Regions from separate parts of the Mus musculus genome. Here all the other regions are linked to region 3. A link is a contact called in public HiChIP or PLAC-seq data. All regions are on one chromosome and are shown on one strand. Each heading gives the region's core, a stretch centred on a gene start, on an enhancer-like site or on the middle of the called end of the contact. The rest is flanking DNA. Distances are from core to core; before and after follow the strand shown.

What was found. HiChIP or PLAC-seq counts read pairs in DNA pulled down with a chosen protein or histone mark.
Region 1: a contact with region 3 is called in an H3K27ac HiChIP or PLAC-seq map of heart atrium, with 13 times the contacts expected there. The contact joins two enhancer-like sites. A contact is called at or near these places in 2 of 484 Hi-C or Micro-C datasets (cerebral cortex and uterus) and 1 of 115 datasets of contacts at active chromatin or transcription factors (heart atrium).
Region 2: a contact with region 3 is called in an H3K27ac HiChIP or PLAC-seq map of heart atrium, with 12 times the contacts expected there. The contact joins two enhancer-like sites. A contact is called at or near these places in 1 of 484 Hi-C or Micro-C datasets (the G1E-ER4 cell line) and 2 of 115 datasets of contacts at active chromatin or transcription factors (SST interneurons and heart atrium).

Annotation. Positions count from the first base shown.
Region 1 is chr5:51,527,747-51,531,532 of GRCm38.p6, reverse strand. All of the region lies in intron 2 of Ppargc1a (peroxisome proliferative activated receptor, gamma, coactivator 1 alpha), which reads left to right. Among named protein-coding and RNA genes, the nearest start is that of Ppargc1a, 24 kb to the left of the region's middle. Within about 2 kb of position 1,877, at least 13 of the 459 cell types and tissues checked have an H3K27ac peak or open chromatin away from gene starts, as enhancers often do. A contact at or near this core is called in heart atrium, where this site is marked.
Region 2 is chr5:51,590,040-51,593,983 of GRCm38.p6, reverse strand. It overlaps a transcript of Ppargc1a not described here. Among named protein-coding and RNA genes, the nearest start is that of Ppargc1a, 38 kb to the right of the region's middle. Within about 2 kb of position 2,278, at least 35 of the 459 cell types and tissues checked have an H3K27ac peak or open chromatin away from gene starts, as enhancers often do. A contact at or near this core is called in heart atrium, where this site is marked.
Region 3 is chr5:52,039,193-52,042,943 of GRCm38.p6, reverse strand. It overlaps a transcript of Ppargc1a not described here. Among named protein-coding and RNA genes, the nearest start is that of Gm40302, 89 kb to the left of the region's middle. Within about 2 kb of position 2,178, at least 26 of the 459 cell types and tissues checked have an H3K27ac peak or open chromatin away from gene starts, as enhancers often do. A contact at or near this core is called in heart atrium, where this site is marked.

The sequences.
Region 1 (3,786 bases), core at 628-3,127, 510 kb after region 3:
TTCTCCAGGAGATGGTTTATAAACAGAGCCAAGGGTGACAGTGGCATGCTGTATGCCTGCCAGCTTGGCTGCAAACCTACCTTCTAACTCATCGAACAGATTTGCTGTGCAGATTAAGATATGAGGGAAACTTCAGTGCTGATGAGATACACAGCTGTGTTAGGCCATGTGTGTACATAACACATTGCTAAGGGTGCATGTTATCTGCTTTTCACCTGTATAGCTTGAGATCAAGGTGGGGGTAATTTTTCATATTCAGTGAAGTGCTGAGGATCTGGTAGTGTTCTAGGGTTCAAGGATCATGTGGGTTCCCCTGCCTATATGTATGGAACTAGCTAACTCTCACCCGAGTTCATAGAAATGAAGTTCTGCAGCATTACAATACACCATTCCCGACACTCTATTCCTTTTTCCAGGTCTCTTTTGACTTTCATGGTTTTGCTAGTCTCTTATCATCATTCTAGTAGTTTTCTTGTAGACAATCACAGTGAGAAGAACTTGCTTCTTGTGTTTAAGTGATCACAGGATTGTGCAGTTTACCATGATGTATGTATAGTGGTTACCTGGACTCTTGGAAGAATCAATCCAGGCTCTAGTAAGGAAACCTGGAGGGGGCAGAGGATGGCTAATTCTTCAGGTCTGTGGGTTTCTGGAGGCTGTGAACGTTCCCGTTCTTGCCTTCTTTGATGAGCTGTGATGGAGTTCAGTATGCAGAAGGGACAAAGGTAGATCCCCAGCTTTTCCTGGTTTCTCCTGTGAAGCTGCCATTCTGGTCACCGTTGTAGTTTTTGTAAGGGTGGTAGTGAACCTTCTTTAGATGTTTTACCTACAAGTTGAGGGCATCGGAACAACTTGTATGTTGTCAGGCATACTGTTCCTTTATTGGATGTTGTAGGGCAGAGCTGATCTTAATGGACAGTTATCAGCCATTTAAGAAGCAGCTTGGATGGAGCTTGCTCTGTGTTCACTCCACTGCAATACACTCAGTACGTGAGACGTATGATACAGGGACTCCCCTTAGGCGTTGCTTGTCTACTGAAGACACTCCTGCGTTAAAAGTCAGGAGATGAATCCTGCAGCAAAAGGAGAAATGAACATCAAGGAGACTTTACGATGACTGCAAATGTCTGCTGAAAAGGAATGAGAGGAAAATTGGTCACTGTTGTATCATATATTTACTCCTGAGATACAAACAAATAGGAGGTAACACAAACTTCTTCTTGTGTATAAATTACGTTTCCAGAAAGTAGACAAAAAAAGTGGGTATATATGTGGCAGTTATGGTATTTTTTGAGACAGGGCATCATGTACGTCAGGCTGACAGCTATGAGTGTTCCAATGTAGCCGAAGATGACCTTGAAGTTGCAATCCTCTTGCCTTCATTTCCTAAACACTAGGATTACAGACAAATGTCACCCCAGAGTACTGTTTTTTGTTGTTGTTGTTGTTTGTGTTTTGGATTTTTGTTTTTTTTGCATGCTAAGCAAATTCTCTATGAACTGAGTTACAGCTCCAAACCCACATAGTAGGTTTTTAATGACACGTTTTAATGAATTTACCTTCTAACCCGCGCTGTCTACTCTGTGGCTGTACTTGGCAATCCAACAGCTCATTAGATTTCAACAAAAGCAGCCCAGCTAAATAAGAAGGGTTCCTTAGTCAAACACCCCTGGGCAATATCTCTGAGAGCAAATGTGACAAATAGAATCAGAAATGAATTAAATAGTCAGCTACAGCAAGCCAAACTAAGAAGAAGAAGGAGAGAAAGTAAAAAGCCCTGAAATGACCAAAAATGGAAACATATTACAGTTATCTGCATTCACCGTACAGAGCAAGTTTGGTCATATTTAAGATAATTCTCTAGTGCCTGCTATTTTTAGCCCAAGGGTAATCTCCCTTAAGAGCCTTTCCAAGCTGCATCCCTTTAACCTGGCCCAACAGACTAAGCCAATAAGCTGTCTGCCTTGCCTTGTCTATCCAGGAGGAAGAGCAATGGTTAAAACAAATCATTTACAGGGAGAACACTCAGCCTATCTTGTATTAACGGCTTCCTTCATATAGATTTTTAAAACATCCCACTATTGAGTGTTGCCTGTCAGGGACCAAAATGTCCAGCTTTGCTGTTTGAAAATTGTAGACTCACGGATATGAAAAGAGGATTTTATAGGCCTGACCTAATGGAAATAAACATTACCCCATTACCTTCAGTGGAAGCAAATCTTTACAGTTCAAGCCATCGTTATTAATGGCTATGAGAAGAAAGAAACATTTCTAGGGGGTTATTTATTTATTTATTTTAGGCAAAGGAAGACCAGCGAGCTGTACCATAGCAAGTGAAAATTTTCTTAAAGCTTTCTCCTTGGTGATTTTGCAGTGTGTAATTTTAAAGCAGAAAGCAAAGAAGAAGCAGTTTAAAACAGTAGGCTGTGCTTTTTTGACCCCAACCAGTCCTGGGGCATATGTTCAATAAACTATCCCTATCTAACTGAAAGAAAAAAACGTAGGGTGTCTGTTTCTGGTATCATCCTTACATATTCAAAAGCTTTTGTGAGACTCTTGATCTGTCAGTTCTTGTCGGTCGGTCTGTCTGTCTCTATATAGTATATTCCAACAACTCCATCACCTCTTAGCATTCACTATCTTCATCAGAGAGAGAGAGAGAAGGTAGTGTTTATCCACATATGTGCATAGGTACAGATGTAGGCTCTCTAGGCAGAAGTCCAACTATGGGTCACAGCACCATAAAATGTTCTAGCTTCTGCTCAGCTCCCGAGAACCAATAGTTCTGACTGTTCAAGTTCCAGATTACTCTCTCAGGTTGACTAGTCTACCCCAGTCAGAAGACTACAATAGCTACTTCAGCACAAAGTCAAAGTCAGCTGAAGATGCTAAGCAGGAGGCAATGATTGCCAGATGCTTTCTGAGCTCGTGTGTTCTACATCACGTTAAGTAGGTGCAGTGGGGCAAACATGGTTGCAACCCAGGGCCTCAGGCTTCTGGAAGTTGTGTTCCAGGGCTGTACAACTGAGATTGTTTTACCCATACAATAGTCTAGTAGACTGAGGACACTTACAGAGACCTGAGACACCACACATGCATCTTTCAAGGCTCATCTAGAGTGCAGCACTACCTGAAATACCAGCCTTCTCATAAAGGTTTTATGGGGGACCTGGGAGGTGCCAGGCATCACCCTTGGTTATGTATGCTTTCTGTCTTTCCACAGATTAGGAGTGTAGAAGTTAGTATTTAACCAGGCTCCATTCCTGGCTCCCACTGTTTCTCTTCAGTGGCAGTAAAGTGTGATTGCCCTTCTTCCTCTGGAAATCTAGGAGCAATGGCTACCCTCATGGCTGTCTCCAAGGGAAGAGTTGTCCTGCCCAAGCTATCTTTTGACTCTTAGCTGATTAAACGGGACTTGGGATCTTCTGACAGTCAGGGTCCCAAAGGGCAGACTGCCAGGAGGTGTTTGGTGGTGCTTTGCTGGCCCTGCCTGATCTTTAGTCCCCTGTGAATCTGGCTGTTAATCTTTAGCACAAGGCTGACACTGCAATCCAGGGCACACAAGGTTGCCTAACTTCTTGTTTGTGTGCTCCGAGGGATCAGAAGCCAGGATGTTGTTCCCCCTAAATCGCAAGCCTCAGATCTCTATCTCTGGCTCATTCCTTTGCCTCTGTCTTACCACCTCCTGTGTATTCCATAAGAAGTCTGTTGCAGAAGACTACCTTTCTGCTCCTTGATGAATGCTCACGGTCTTTATCTTTTTGAACCTTTTCTATCTGGTGTTTA
Region 2 (3,944 bases), core at 1,029-3,528, 450 kb after region 3:
TCCTGTCAGTCTCATCAAATCCCCCCTTTTAAAACTGGGGTGAAAGCGACAGAGGCAGGGAACTTTCAGGACATCCCTGCAGCCACCATCCCCAGCCACCATTCTTCCTTGTCCTAGCATTCTGTTGTCAATTAGGAAGAGAATGGCTCCCCACTTGACAAAATGTGCACACAGCTTTCAGACATTTTGGCACCAGAATAATTGAGAAGAGAATCTGGGCAGTGGCTCCACTCCATCCCTCGGAGCCTTGCTTGCTTTTGGGGGTTTCCTCATTTTTATCCCTCTAGAGGCACTGCTTGAGGACGGGTCTGCCAACCTGGCCAATACAAGCATCTCTCTTCCCTAAGCTTGTGTCTCATGCTAGCAGCCCAGAGCTCCAGAGAGATCCCAACTCCCAGGCCCCATGTACTGGTGACATTCCAACCCCTGGGTCCTGTGTACTGATGACATTCTCTTCAGAGCCACTTGTTCTGGCTTATGTCAGGGAAACTAGAGATCACACAGCACCTCAGCCTCAGTGGAACATGCTATCGAGAAAACCTCTATATTACTCTTTGCCACTGGAATCCCCCTTTCTTAAGTTCCCCATGATATTCTAGCCTCCCTGACTTATCTCTGGCAACTCTCTTGCCAATGAATACAATATTTATTTCCCATTAAAAAATCATTTTGTCAAAATATTCTTCCTTTTAAAAATTAACTAGTTTCTCTTTTTTCCATCCCTGCACTGCAAACAGAAATTTTCTGCCCTTCATTGCTTTGTCTGTAGTTGCTGTTTTTAATCCCTATATACTTATATGTTGTGCTTTTTCTTCTTTATAAAATCATCTGTCTTTCCTAAAAGATTGTATTAGCAAAATAGGCCCTGAGTTTATTTCTCTTTCTGCTACTTTTTGGCTGTATGGCCCTAGGAACGTTGTTGCCTGTCTCCGGGCTTTTTTATTTTATTTGTTTATTTTTTTAGCCTAGAGGAGTGGTATCACCCCCCTCATAGGAAGGAGAATACACAGGGAAATTCCCATCAAATGATCTGACCTTGGTCCCTGTGGAGATACCCTGTGCTGTCTACTCTCCTGTACTTAGATTTCCTTCGAAATCTTTTGATCTATTGATCACTGCCTCGAGCTCTTATTTATATATTCTGTACAGCATTGTACTGCTTGAGATTTCCATTTGTTGATTGCATGAATAGATCACCTTCTTTTTCTTTCCTTACCTTCTGCCTATGCTATTATAACCGGTCGTTATTGTCTCTCTATTTCCAACACTGGGACTTTGGTCTCCGTGACTTCTTTTAAGACCTCTGACAGTTGTGTTTTGTTTTCCCCATTTTGTGCTAGGACATTGGAGCTCTGCAAGGTGAGGTCACATGCTAATGAGTGGTGCAGCCAGGCTTTGTAACTGGGTATATCTGACAACAAGGATCCTCATTCCTCCCCAGGATCCTCACACCTATCACTTGCTGGCACTTAGCACGCATCGCCTCTTTTTATCTTCTTAACAGCCTTGTAAATTAAGTATTATTTTTCTATTTTACTGCAGAGGATAAAGCTTAGAAAAAGACGTTAGGTAAGTACGCCAGAGGCACACAGCCAATAAATGTTCTCAAATCCAATGTCAGATGACAGCCCTCCACTTCCTTTCTGCTCTCTGCTTTGTGAATGAACCAGTGAGTAAGTTGAACGGGTCACCTTCCTACTCTCCTTCTACTAGTCTTTACTTCTTTGATTCTCTTTAAAAATATGTGAGTCTGCAAATAAAAAAATCTAAAACATGTTGTAGGTTTAAAAAAAAAAACCCCAAACACGTGGTGGTAGGGGGGTGGATACAGAAAAGTCAATATACCAAAGCAGTGTGGAGTAACCTTCCACCCAGAGTGGCTGCTTTCCTCCCTCACCAACCCCCTTTCCTGCCCTTGGCTTGTGTCCTCTTAGCCAAGAGTCACATTCTTTCCCTACCTCTTCCAGCACAAACTCCCTTTGGGGGTCCGAGTTTCCCTGCTGTGGCACTTGGCATAACGTGCTACACACACATTTGCAAAACTAATCAAGTGTGGAAGGGACACAGAGTCCCAGCACTCCAAAGGTGGCAGCCACCACAGCTGCAAGTCCCTCTTTGCTAGCGCCAGAGGTGTGGAAGTGCAGGTGACTCTCCAGAACTCAGCCTCAGTTGTCCTCCCCTGGGATGGTGGAGCAACAGAGGCCATAGCAACGGAAAATGCCACTGAATGCTCCACGCGGTGGCATGTGCTGGCTGCCTCTGGGAGCCTTACGTTCTAAGCCAAAGTTCAGCTGAAGGGCAGTAGCCGTGCCAGCGAGTCATGCGACTCTCATGTTGGTTAGTGTGTCACTTTGAACGTTCTTATGTGATATTATTATGACTAACCCAGTGCTGACAGCATGAGACAGATTACAGGGTCCATGTGACAATTACCAAAGACATCACTGACTGAACTGTACAGTTTACATTAACTCATTACTTCTCAGATTACGATCCCGTAGGAATTTGACCCCTTAAGAGCCTGGTTAGGGGAGAAAGGGGAGAAAAGCAGAAAAGTCCCTTGAATCCTGAAAAATTCCACAGGTTCCCCATTTGGGTGGGCTTTGGGACACAATTTATTTTGTTCAAAAGCTTGTGTGGTATATGTTTTTTTTTTTAACTTTTTTTTTTTCTAAATCAGTGGTGATAGTTGTTCATGTATCAAAATCTTTCTTTTCTTCTGCCTCGTACTGATAAAATGTTGTGCCTTTGTTGGGGTTAAGGTTGGTATTTATGATACTAGAGAACTGAATGGCAGTCCTAGCCAAAGAAATAGCCCTTCAGCCTTGTACCTAAATGTCATAGCTGAGAGGGCGTTACACCCCACCATATGATTGGCATCTTAGATGGTGCAAAAGAAACACAGGAATTGCTGTTATTTATTATTTATATTTTGCCCCCGAGTGCATCTGGGAAAGCACAATGATAGGCAGCCCTGCAAGGACTGTGCCATCAAAAATGGCATTCACAGTCACTCACGGGGCAGAGAAGGATTTTGCTGTGTTTGAAGCCAGGTGCAACAAAATAAATGGTCTTTGAGTCTGAATAGAAAAGAAACTTCAAATCTGGTTTGGAGCCATAAAAGTAAATAAAGCAGGGTGTCTGGATGAAAATTCTGATGTTATCCTTGGAAGCCGTGCAAGGTGCTAACATACAAATAAAGTATGCTAGAATGACAGACAGTGAGGCTGGTAAACTTGTGAAAGGTGTTCCATAGCCATAGTAGGAATGCTTCTTTGATGAGCTTAGGGCCTCTTTAACACTCTGCTATAAAGTGGAACAATACTAATATCTTCCTCATAGGGCTATTAAAAAGATTTAATGAGAAGAGCCTTGTAAAGACTTAGTCTAGGGCAAATGAATGCTCAGTAAAAGGTGTCAGGTGTTAGCCTCCTCATTATTCCAGTTATTGTTATTATCTCTAGGAAAATGATCCATAGAAGAAGGCAGCAAAATGTGAATCCTTGATTGAAATGTTGTCGTTTCTGGGAGGATTCAACCTTGGGACTGTCTCAGCCCTTTTCCATTGACATCAAAGCCATTCTAAGCATTGGCCCTTCCACACACTGATTTCCACACACAGGTATTTCCTGTCTACAAATAGCTGGTACTGAACCTGTTGTTGGCATCTAGCTATGTTCACATGCAGCCCCAGCAGGGCAGCATCACTTCCAGCAAGGACTGCATGGGAGTCTAGGATAGCTTTGAGTCAGCAGCTTTGAGAGTCATCCCTGTTGTCCCGGGAAACTCAGCTCTGGCTCCGAAATCGCACATGAAGTTCTATCACAAAGACTTGTGGTTAACTCAGCCTGCATCCTTAGATGTTGGGTTAACACTCGTGCACTATGATGTGAGCACAATCCAAGGATTTCATGTTTTCATCTTGAAGAACGTATCCAAGCCTT
Region 3 (3,751 bases), core at 929-3,428:
TCAAATTGGATGCTTCTAACAAGTGATGGTGTATCATCATTTAATTGGCAGCATTTTTCTTTCTTAGTGGCACATAAAATAATGGTGTAGCTCACAATTGATAACATCTTCGACTTGATGAAAAGCACTAATAACAACTTGGCTCAGAGAAAGGATGGGCAGTGTGGGGAAGCATCAACACAGTGTGACATGAGAAGTCAGGGCAGGGCCCTGCTGGGGGCAGCATAACCTCTCTTCCATCCCATCTCCTGCTGTTCCAGCTAAGCCTGGTTAAGTGTTTCTTAACTGGATGGGTTTGTTTGCTTTCATCTCCTCCCAAGCAGGCCTTGGCTTTGATGGTGTCAAGTCTGTAACATCCTTTTACCATGCCTTTCTTCCCTTTGTTCCTTGCTCTTTTTTTTTTTTCCTTAGCGTATATTAATTGGCAGAGGAATGAATTACAACATGGACATTTCCCTGTGAGATTTGGTTGCACCTTCCCTTGTCTCCTATTCTCCATTGAGCTTCCATTCTGTCCTATAATCCCCTTCTACTTCAATGTCTTTTTCTTAGACATGGATTCTGCATGGGAGAGAAAACATAGCATTTGTCCTTCTGGGGTTTGACTTATTTTACTCCACTTTCATTAATTTTCTTGCAAACAAATGATTTTATTCTTCTGAATGGTCAAATAATAAATACTTTGTCACATGTATACATATCATAGTTTCTTCATCTAGTCATCCACTGAGGATGCCTAGCCTGAGTCTGTATTTTGGCAACTACTGCCTCAGTAAACACTGGTTTGCAGGTTCTCTGTTGCGTTCTGATGCTGAGTCTTCTGGGTGTATCTGGGATGAGTGGAATAGCTGGGTAGGTATATCTCCCTACCTTTGTAACAGAGAGAGAGGCCAGGCTCAAGGAACCTCCTGTCTTCACTTCTTTTATTTTTATAGTTCTGTCATATGTAGGCCATGAGACACTGGCTTTCCAGTTATAACAGTGTCTTGGAATTGCCTTTTGTAATAGGAATTTCAACATGAGTATCAATGATAACAACAAATACCATTAAGCACCAGGCAATGTGGATGTTATGTGGCAGTATCAAGAATGATGAATGTGAAACTCACTCCATGAACATGAGATGGTGGTGACCCCCCCCAATCCAGGAACCCCCCTCTTCTCCCTGTGCTTACCCATTCTGCTGCTCAAACCCTTCTCACAAACATCAGAACCCCACATATCATACGTGAGATTCTCTTAGACCAAACATCCTGTATGGCCATAAGATGTTGCTTGATATTTAATGGCTCTGTGGCTCTTATCTTTCTTACTGCAGTCAAAAAATGGGGACCTTACAGATAGGGACTGCTTTTTCACCCATCCCCGTGTCTTCTTAAGACCTTCTGAAGAAAAAAGACTGTGGCTATGTAAGAAAAGACAAAGAATGACGGAGTTACCAGGTATTTTGTACAAAGTCCCCTTATGCAGATGACAGATTTTAAAGTCCCCTTTTAAGTATCACCTTAAATAATGGTTCTGGAGGCGTCCGTAGAACTCACATCATTTATCAGTGTAACTATTAAGCAAGGAAGGTCATTGGGTCATCTACTACCCCTCATGAGTTAAGGAACCCTGGGGTAAAGACAAAGAAAGGCCAGGAGGATGTGTGCAATGCATGCTCTCTCTCTCTCTCTCTCTCTCTCTCTCTCTCTCTCTCTCTCTCTCTCTCTCTCTCTGGTGTGTACCCATGTGCATATCCACTGAGGAAGTGGTGCTCAATTGGGCTCAGAGGGTGTCTTCTGCTTGACTTCACTCTTCATTTGAAGTCGAAACGACAAAATCCAGTGACCAAAGATAATGGTAATCTAAGCAGAAAGGAAGAGAGATAAATAAAATACTAGCAGTTTTTATACTCCAGCAGCCCCGTTATCCTTTCCCGGGTCTCAGATAAGGAGCTCTGCTCGGCCTGCACAGCCCAGGCAATGGGAAGTGTGTGGAATCACAAAGACAGATACTGTTTTGCCAAGGCGCTCCTTCTGCCACCGGTGCTGTCTCCTGGGGTAGAAAAGCCAAAACCAGAATTCCAGACCACTAACTACCCCATCAGTTCAGGTGGACTCACGGTGCTTAAGCAGTGCCTCATAAAGCCCCCTTGTTTACGAATCATATCTCTGCCAACCGGGACGGATGCCAGAGTCCACCCGCTGAAGGGAGGCGATAAAAATAGGAGGCAGCTTTATGGGACACACCTTTTATCTTCGTGTGAGACTTTCAAAGCGGATCGCGCCGTTCTCTATCAAAAATAGCTCTGCTCAGCTCACAGTATGTTCTTGAAGAATCTGATGGGGGAGGGAGGCTGTGGCATGAGGCCTCGTGGTGCGCTTTAGGGCTTTCCGTTCCCCCTTTTAGGATTCGCTGGCCCTGAGGTGCTATCAACATGATAGGTTAATTGTACTCCAAGGACTGCTCTCGTACAGTCCAGACTGACACTGACATATGCTGGTCTAAGGCGTGAGAACCTTTATTTTTAAAGAAAAGATCTGCACTGAGTTGTCAATCACTTACAAAGGAAGGAGAGCTGGGTGTAATGATTTATGGCAACTGGGTGCATCTCGCTACCCTTTCTGCCTTGTTTCCTTGGGTCTTAGCTGACAGATCCAACAGGAAGGGGTAGATATTATGATTCTCCCAGTATCAGAGTTTCCTAGGGTCTCCCTAGTGCTCTCACAGCTGAATCGGAATGATAATTAATCTGGTCAATTTGCCATTAGGAGTTAATTTCTGCTGGTACCTTCTGGATCCCATGGCGGGTCACAATCCTGTGGTCCACTGATCTTTAAAAGAACAGATAGCAAGTCTGTCTCTGAGTCCATTGAAAGTGATTTACCAGTTTCATGTTAAATATATGGGACAGTTGGTCTTGCGACAGCAATGCAATTATTCTGGAAAAGAATTTTCAGTATGAAAATAAAAGAAAGTTAAAATAGTCATAATTTACTGCTCCCGAGTATGGGGCAGCTGTTTTCTGCCTCGATCTGTATTCTAATAAGTCTTTTAAATGAAGAGATTTATGAGATTATTTTAATTTTGATGTCTTTTTAATGCTTCATGCATTTTAAATACAACCTTTTAATAGTTTTTGAGATTGAAGAATTTAATTTTGTTTTATACTGCAGAAATAAATGTATTCTCAGGAGACCACACCACGATTGTGGTTTTTTTCCTTTGTGAAATCAGCACGCCCTCCGCATACAAGTCAGTTGCTAACCAGACCCTGTAAAGTCAGATCCGCAACTAAGTCTTTTCTAGGTGGGGTGGAACTAGCAGATGAGAAGAAAGAATGTGTGGCTGTGGTGGATTTCATCCTTTTCATTTGATTAATTAAGTAGTTAATTGATTACTTGTGTGTGATTGTGTGACGGTCTATTTGGGTGTGGGTGTGGGTGTGGATGTGGGTGTGTGTTTAGAGGTCAGAGAAACTCTTTGGGAGTTGGTTTTTCTCTTCTACCTTGTTTCCAGGTGTGTGTGTGGGGTGGGGCAGAGGTAGGTCTCTATCATTTCTGCTGAATATGCAACATACTGCAGGCATGATGACCTGTGAGCTTTCAGCCAGGTCTCCTGTCTTCACCTCCCCATCTTGCTGGGATTATAGATGTACACTGGCACTTCTGGTTTTTTCTGGGATTGACCTTGGATCAACAGGCTTGTGAGGCCAGGCCTTTTGTCTATTGAGCCATTTCACTGGACTGGAATAGATTTCTCTTTAAAA